3 separate regions of the Mus musculus genome follow, and regions 1 and 2 are each linked to region 3. The links are chromatin contacts, called in public promoter capture Hi-C maps. All regions are on one chromosome and are shown on one strand. The core of a region is the stretch at or near the end of the contact, and the rest is flanking DNA. Distances in the headings are between cores, read along the strand shown. Region 1 holds the start of Gsta4 (glutathione S-transferase, alpha 4). Region 2 holds the start of Gcm1 (glial cells missing homolog 1). Region 3 holds the start of Tmod2 (tropomodulin 2).

Evidence for each region. Promoter capture Hi-C pulls out the DNA fragments that hold promoters and counts their contacts.
Region 1: a promoter capture Hi-C map of hippocampal neurons shows a contact between it and region 3, with 5 times the contacts expected there. The contact joins the promoter of Gsta4 here to the promoter of Tmod2 in region 3. A contact is called at or near these places in 1 of 39 promoter capture datasets (hippocampal neurons) and 1 of 115 datasets of contacts at active chromatin or transcription factors (astrocytes).
Region 2: a promoter capture Hi-C map of embryonic stem cells shows a contact between it and region 3, with 6 times the contacts expected there. The contact joins the promoter of Gcm1 here to the promoter of Tmod2 in region 3. A contact is called at or near these places in 2 of 39 promoter capture datasets (cranial neural crest and embryonic stem cells).

What each region holds. Positions count from the first base shown.
Region 1 is chr9:78,190,300-78,193,338 of GRCm38.p6, forward strand. It overlaps Gsta4 (glutathione S-transferase, alpha 4), which reads left to right and starts at 1,667. Exons shown (of 7, transcript NM_010357.3): 1 at 1,667-1,765.
Region 2 is chr9:78,050,609-78,053,308 of GRCm38.p6, forward strand. It overlaps Gcm1 (glial cells missing homolog 1), which reads left to right and starts at 1,350. Exons shown (of 6, transcript NM_008103.3): 1 at 1,350-1,432.
Region 3 is chr9:75,609,818-75,612,658 of GRCm38.p6, forward strand. It overlaps Tmod2 (tropomodulin 2), which reads right to left and starts at 1,508. Exons shown (of 10, transcript NM_016711.3): 1 at 1,207-1,508.

The DNA of each region.
Region 1 (3,039 bases), core at 417-2,916, 2.6 Mb after region 3:
TCTCTTCCATAACTGTCTTACTAATTTAACCTCAAAGAGTAGCTTCATGAGCCTTTCTTAAGTTCCCGGACTCTTTCGAGCCTCATCATCCTACCAAGATTCTTTGCCACAACCAAATCAAAACCTGCTCTCACCTTTAAGAGTTAAGATGATTGATCTACAATTAAATTTGATTTAATCCCAGCAAAGGCAGGCAGACCTCTGTAAGTTTGAGGCCAACCTAGTCTAGGGAGCAAATTCCAGGGCTGCCGGGCTAGACCAGAGAAAGCCTGTCTTGGGGGGCCGGGGGTGGGGGTGGGGGCAGAGAGCAGAAAAAGGAAACTTAGTCAATATGGAAAAAGAACAGGGATCCAGGCATCCAGGGACACACCCATCTTCCCCACCTCAAGTCCATCTTCCAGGTACTGAAGTGAGTTCAGAGTTTAACCAGAGAGCCTCAGGCACGCACATCTAAGCGGTCCTGGTCTAGGCAGTGGTCACGTGTGCTCACTGCTTTTCTGTGCTTCAGTCTCATCTTGTAAGACGTTCTGACTAACTCTTAGAAACTGTGCCAAAGGAATGTTTCCCAGGAGACAAGATCCCCCTCTGACTGGATTCCTGGGGAGTGTCCCTTTTCTTTGAGGTCCATTGTTTCCGTAGTCTGATAGTCGGACTGAGAGACACAAAGTGTCTCTTTTCAAATGTATTTTTGCCAGCCTGTTACAGAAACGTAAGCCATTTTGCATTGGGGCAACTGGTTTGAGGGGCAGCACTTTTAAAGAGGTGATAAGGTGGATGAGGGCTCCGCTGTCACGAGTGAATTAATGTCACTGAGGAGCGGGTTAGGTACTGAAGAACTAGCTTGCCTCAGTTTTAGGCTTCAAAGCCGTCCTACAGTAAAGACAAACTAGGTTTATTCCTGTTCATGACTGTACCTCTGTTTCTCAAAGGCAGAGCTATGCCCCACCTGTAACCTTAACTACAAACGGTTCTTGATGGGCTGCCTATGACTGTTCCAGGAATGGCGGTCATGCCTTTTTAACCATCTGCCCCATTCTACAGGGTAAAATGAAAGGGGAAAAAATTCTTTAAGGAGAAAGAGAGGGAGGGGGCAAAGTTTCCCATTCATCGGGAGTCCACCCCTAAGGTGAATGCACGAGCTTGCCGCTTTCTCTCTCGTCAAGGGAGGGCACACTTTTTTTTTTCTTTTATTTTACCCCATCCTCAGCAAGTGAAAGAAAGCCCCTCAATTTTGGCTTGCCCAACCTCCAGAACTGTACGTCTCTAATTTGTTTTCAAAAATAAAGTCTTGAGTGTCTATTTTAGCATCACAAGAATGGACCACAGCACGATGCTCCCAGTCGCTGATTCCTCTCTACTGTACTTTTGTTGGCAATGAATACAATGAATTCACAAATCTGCAAGCTCTAACCTTTCAATAGGTTGATGTTATAGTTATTTTGAATACAGTGCATTTATCTGAACTGCTTATATTACTGGGTTCCCCCGTAGAGAATGTAAACACTTCCAGCACAGGAATCGGAGTCCTCGCGTCAGCACCCCCAAAGAGTGTACTCAGTAATGAGTCAGCGAAAACTTTTAGAGCAAACCTGTTCTTCTCCCCGGGAAACAAAGCGTTAACCAACGTGCCTAGGGGGCGTGTACATTTCTTAAATGTTCAATGGCTGGTGGGCGGAGCTTCCAAAACGACCTGCAGGACGGTGAACTTTCGCTCGCAGAACCGCTTCTTTCCAGTGCCTGGAGACAACAATCCCACAAGAATAAGGTGAGTGAGTGCGTACATGTGTGTGCGTGCGTGTGTGTGTGTGTACTCCTCTTGCACTGAGTAGTTACATAATTTTGCTAAAGCTACAGTTTATAATCCGCAATTGTTTTAACTTTGTGATTTATTTGCTGTTCACTATCTCAAAGCTTGTTTAGGCCAAATAAAAGGCACAAATTTTTTCTGCCTAGTAGATGAGCGGTTGGTATGGTCTAAAGGTCTTGGTAGGGTTCGTTTTCTCTGCCATTTAAGTAATTAAAAGGCAGGAGGAATTTCAACTGCAACAGATAGCAGTGAAGAAATCTCAAACCCTGCAGACAGGAGCAGAGACTCAGCAGCTGAAGAAGGGGGCTTGCTGGAGGCAAGCAACCACCCACATGCAGCAGACACACAGAGAAAAGATCTGCAACACTGAAGCCACAAAATCTAAAAATCCCCGATCTCTTCTCGAGGGCTGGATTTGTTTGTTTGTTTGTTTGTTTAGTCTCTGAAGACCCCCCCCCCCCAATATAGGGTAATCACTTTAAAGAAAAGAAGTTTCTCTGGCCTGTGACTCTCGTGTAAACCAGCCCTAATCCAGATGGCCTAGAAGGTGTTGAGTTAGTCCCTCAGCAGTGGCCTGCTGCTGGGAGGTAAAAGCCTGCAAGGCCCTGGTTTTAAGGGGCCAGGCTTTTGTCTCAGCCTGGAGGGTATAGAAGAAGCCAGCCATCTTGGAAGTTCATCAGGTTTCTTACATATCCATGGCCCCTCTCCCTGTCTGTCTAACTTCTAGTCTCTCATGATTCTGAAGAAAATAGCAAATGGACATCTATCCAATGGACACGCGTGCGTTGTCTGTGCACAGCTTAAGTATGACTGGGCACACCAAAACACCCTCACACATTATAACTTCAAAAGTTGAAGAGACCTGAGAAACCTGCACATCAAATCCTACACTCTCCTGGCCCTGTGTGGAGTCAGAGCAGTTAGCACTCCCTCCCTGTGACGATGCTCGTGTGTGTGTGTGTGTGTGTGTGTGTGTGTGTGTGTGTGTGTGTGTGTGTGTGTGTGTGTGTGTGTGTGTGTGTGTGTGTGTGTGTGTGTGTGTACGTACTCGGGAGCGCAAATGCCAGCCTTGGGAACAAGAAAGCAGCATCCCGTAGCCTCCCCTGAGACTCATACCCCCTTTTGATTAACAACCAACTTTTCTCAGGTGCAGATGGCTCCTGCCCTCGAAGGAAACAGAACCCAATACCCTTGAAATGATAACAGCCCACTCTTAGACTATGAAAAAGAGA
Region 2 (2,700 bases), core at 100-2,599, 2.4 Mb after region 3:
ACATAGTAATTCTGAGGTCAGCCTGGTCTATAGGAGGTCACTCCCATCTCAAAAAACTAAGAAACCAATCAATAAACAAAAGCAAAGAATTCACAGAGCCAGTAGCAGAAGTGAGGATTTGGCAAGTTGAGACCTCAGCCTTAGGGCATGGAGCTCACTGGGTAGAACCTGTCCTTGGGACAGGCATAGCCCTGGTGCTGCAGCTGGAACCCAGCAGGAGTTTCCTGTGAAGGAAAGGAGGGGGAAAAAAAAAACCCTTCGACTCAGAGCAGCTGGCAAGCCAGGTCAGATCCACATCAACGAGAGGAGGCAATCCCACAAATTAAGCAAAAAATATCTACATTTGGTACATGCAGAAAAAAAAAAAAGCAAGAGTTTGAAGCTATGTGACCAAAATACAGTCTTAGATATCTACTGAAAGATTGCACTATGGATTAGCCACAATGATAAACAAGACAACAGATTTTGATTTTATTTTGTGATTAGAAAAACAGTTACTGTTAGTGATACGGTTAAGGGTTCTGAAATATCATCGAAAAGAGAAGTCACGTGTTTCAGAACAGTATTGGAAGATATTGGATGGGTCTGTTAGAATTCCTAAAAGATGGGTCAGATTTAGATATGGAAATGAAAAAAGACCTTGGGGGAGGTGGGGGGGGGTTTGCTGTTTAGCTCAGGCTAGCCTTGAATTTGCAGAGACACTCCCTGGAGTTAGAGCTCTGCCCTGCCACCCTGAACTACACAGAACTTCTTGATGTCTTTGATTCTCCGTTATATCTCCGAAGCCCAGCAGACTACCTGGGATTCCGCAGAGGAGCTGGGCTTGAAGAATTGCATTCGTTGTCAGGTTTGATACACTTAGAATTAGAGATGGCTTTCAGTGTTTCTGGTTTAGGGCTGCTAGCTGTCTAAAAACTATCTCAGTAATTTCCATCCCCCCCCCCCCTCGGTGTTTGCACTGCCATGAGTCTCCCTGTCTGCCTTCTCGCTCACACACACAGAGGATAAAACGCATCTACTGTAAAACAGTCGCTCTTGGATTCAATCTATAAAACTATCAGGAAAAAAAAATCTGTATTTCTTTTCAGAGTTTTGTTTTGTTTTGTTTTTCCCTCAATATCCTTTTAAGTTAGATGTCCTCTTAGCATTAAGGAGGGGAAAGTTCAGAGGCACACCATAGAATATTCATCACATGGCTAGCACCCTGAGAAGAGCTGGGCTGCTCCTACCTGTCCCTGGCTGAAAGCATCTTGATTTTGATTGGACAGTTGCCAGAGTCATTAGCATAGTGTACCCTGACCTGGGTTAGGGAACAGCGACCACTTAGAAATGAACAGAACTTGCAGGACCTGAGCCAGAGCTGACACTTGTATGACACCTGGACAAGAAGCTGACAAGAAGGACAGACTCGGGAGCACTGAAGGCGGACAGGGTGAGTTGTGTAGCCATGGCCACAGGCTTTATTTGTTCTAGGTCATGGTCTGTAAAAATGATGGAAGCTGAACACGCCTTGGTCACAACTCTGAAATAAAAGGAAGTCTTGAAAAATTTAGACCTTTATTTTAATCCTGGGGAAAGATTGAGTTTACTTACTGACGGGATAAAGCAGGTTTTCCCCAATGTCTTGTTCTTAGTTTTTAGGGAAATACTAAATTAATCCTCACTTCATAAAAGTATGTGTTGGAGAAAAGTCTCTTTAAAGTTTTTAAAATTATTGTACTTTTGGGGAGTAAAATCTTTATTCCTCTGCTCTTAATTTAAAATCAAGTATCTAGCCTTGTCTAAGAACAGCATTTTTAGGTTTAGACAGTATAAATCTTGTTTTCCAACTTTTTTTTTTTTTAATCTGTTCTGTTTTGTGTGAAGTGCGCTGTGGGTCATAACCATTCTAATTACAAGTTTGGGCTAGCAGAGTTAGGGCTGTGACAGACGATGACTTTTACTATTCACTACTTCTCTACTTGTCATGTGAGCGGTCTCTGAACTGAGGTGGCAACCATCTTTTTCCAAGCAGCTCAATAATTGTTTCCTAAACATAGAGATTTACTTAGAAGTTACCGATGAGGGGCCGGTGGTAGCACCTCGGTGGTTCAGTGCAAGCCCCGGCGTCCATCCTCAGCGCCACAAACACCTCAGCCCAGAAACAAAGCTAAGACAGACTGAGAAGAGCCTCTCGCACATTTAGTCTTGAATGGCAGTGTTTGCGGAGGGGACTGGACTTCGTGGTTTGGGGGAAGGGGGCTGATCTTACAAAGGTGATGAACAGTTCATGGGATTTATCTATAAAAATATTAGTTAATCTAAAGTGCTATGGGCATAGTCCTAAGCTAGCTGTGTCTTTTTATGCAAATTTACATATTTTTGGTAGAACTAGGTGGTTCCAGGTAATAATGGCTCCTAAGGCTCTTATAACCCAGATCTAGCAATGAGGATGGAAATATACCTGAGGATAAAAGTAGGGACCAGAGTATTGAAACCCTAAAGTCTACTGTAGCAAGTGCTAGTGGCTTCTGCAGATTTTTTTATTGGCAGTTGGTACTTGCAAAAATGTCAATGAAATTGCTATTTCCAGCAGACAGGTAATAGATGGATTCTTTCTGTATTGTATTACTTTGTTGCTTCTTTAGAAAAAAAAAAGATTTATTTATTTTATGTATATATATGTACATTGTTGCTATCTTCAGGCACACCAGAAGAGGG
Region 3 (2,841 bases), core at 258-2,757:
ATATTAACATAAAAACCAAACCTTTGAGATATTTATTGAGCTATACTGAAGAAAACTGAGGGAACCAGGCATATTTAAAACAAACAAACAAACAAACAAATAAATAAACAAACAAAAAACCAAAACTGGATTGGCTAAGCCCTGAAAAATCCTCCTGTTTCTTTAAGGGAAAACTGTTCGCTCGGTTTCCATCAAGCATTTTGTAAAAGTGTTAAACACTCTGGCCATCTCAGTACCTTGATATAAGAATCTAGGACGAAAAGAGGTTCAGAATCCATCTCACCAAATATCTCATTTTACACGGCGATCGCAGCTTAGAGAGGAGAGGGGGTCTGGCCCAGCATCCATCAGCGCCTAGATGGTGGAGCTGCTATGGAAACCATGCTTTTGTAATACGTTCTCGTTCTCTGATGTTCTTTTTTCTCCCTTCCCAAGCGCATGGTGAATCAGATATTTAATAGGCGCCGGAGAAACGATGGCGTTCTCGGCCTCTTTCCTGTAATTTGCATTTTAGCCGCATTACCTTCCCATCTTCTAATATTTTAAAATAAAAATTCCCAGAGCCTTTTAAAAAATCACCCCCCCCCCCAAAAAAAAAAAAACCCGACCTTCATATTTTTTGCAGGTTAACAGGTTAAAGCAAAGAAGCCTCGGAAAGACACAGACCAGCATGATTTTAACCAGGAAGAATAAGAAAAGATTCTCTGGGACCTGCTCAGAGAGGCTTTCTGAAGGCAGATGCGTCCTTGTGACAGCTCCCAGGATCTCAGAAAAGATGCCGGCCCGACTCCTCCCTTCCCAGGCTCTTGCTCAAATGAGGCCGTGAGATGCCCAAGACTCAGAGAGCTTATCACACACCGGTCTACGGGAGAAGAGAAAATGGGAAACAAAGCCTAAGGTGGAAAACCCCAGTTCCGTAGCCCGGAGCGACTGGAGACCGCGCCCTCTCTGCATCTGCGCGTGGACTGCGGCGCCGAGGGTCTGCGGGACTGCAGGGCACAGTGCAACCGGTACCCACACTCATCCCCGGCTGCCCGGCTCGGTCCCCTGCCACCACGCGCACCAGCAGCTCGGGTGCAAGCCGCTGCGGGCTGCACTTGGCCGCGCGCCACGCTATGGAGCATCCTCCCGCGGACACGCTAAGCGGGGGACAGGGGTGCTTCAGATAGGATGTCCCGACAGTGCCCTCCTGTCCCAGGTTCTCACCTTTGCTTGTGCCCATCCCGAAGCGGAAGGTCCTGCCCAGCAGCCTTAGAGCCAGGAGTGAGCGGGTCCGACCAGCAGGGGCGGCGCCGTGGCCCCAGGCTGGAGCTGCGATCAACAGGCGGCTCCCGGCCGGGCGCGGCGCGGCACGGGGCGCGGGGCGCGCGGCTGCAGCGGGGCAGCCTGGGAAGCGTAGTTCTGGCGGCGCGCGGTGGCCACTCCGAGACAGGACCCTTTGCCCGGGCCGCAGCTGCGTCTCCCAATGACGCGATGGCCTCGCAGGGTCCTCCGGTAGAATCTAGAGCTACGTGCGCCAGCACGCTGCGAGGCAGGTGGAGCCTGGGTTTGGGGGATGCTGGGTAGGCTCTGTGGACTGGCTCAGGATCATTGACGCCATGGGTGGCAGAAGCTTGACAAGACTGTGGACAGCTGAGCATCTTTCTGGGCAGCCTCATGAAGGCCCACTTTGGGCCAAGTATAGGAATAGACCAGGCCTGCCCTAGGATTTACTGGCTAGGTGTAGGTGTGGGAAGAACTAGATGGGTTAATTGCTTAAGAGGGGTTGGAAAACTAACTGGGGTTTGGGGAGTGGGATAAAAGTTTTGGTTTGGGAGTGCTGGGGAACTGATACCTACACACTGGCTTCATACTGGACATTGGATTCGAGACTCATTCCCTGTAAAATGTTTACAGCTTAAAGATGCGGTGTGGGAGTCAACAACCGCAGGTCTATCTGTACTAAGAGCACACACAGTCCGGAGTCCTTCATTGTGGTTACAGAAGACATTCTTTGGATGCAGTCTCTGATGGGAAAGTCCTGCAAAAAGTGCTATGCAAAAGATAGCTGCGTCTCTGGCCTGGGTAGAAGTTAAAACTCCCTGAGTTTATTACTGTGGGTCTTTTAGCAGTCTAACCTCCATCCCCACCAACGAAGATGTACTGAAATGTCCTTTCTCTCTGACTGGTTCTTAGGAACTACAGAATATTATCTTGTTTCTGGGGCATGAAAGTTGAATGGGACGAATCCCTGATTGTGGAAGTGCATAGCAAAATGGGTTCCTTCCAGAAACTTTCTTTTGAGAACGAGTCCTATCATGTAGCCTAGGCTGATCTTTTAACTCCTAGTCTTCTTGATTTTGTTTCCTAAGGTCTGGGACTACAGGTATGTACCACCATACACACAATAGGGGCATTTTCTATTCCATAAGGTTGCTCTCCATTTGACTCCTTGTTGGGTACGCTGAGTATATAACCTTTGAAGGGTACTTGACAGTTATAGCTGTTCTGAGTTGTTGTTGTATTTTTTTCCAAGTTGCTCCATGCAGTATTTCACTATATGGTGGGATTGGTGTTATGTTGGGATTAGTGCAGGAACATGAACTAAAGAGATGGATGCTTCAGGGCTGACTGGATCTATAGTAGACCAAGGATGGGTGAGGGTGAACTTGAATGGCTGCTATCTGGGGTGAGGTATGCAATAGTCACATAGCTGAAATAAAAAACATGCTGTAGAAGAAATCCTAAAGTCGAAAATAATAGCAGCAACTTTGCATGCATGTGAAAAATATGCCTTCATATTCCTGTAATTTTTTAAAAAATTTTTGTAACAGTCCCATGGGATGAACAAAGGGAGTTTTT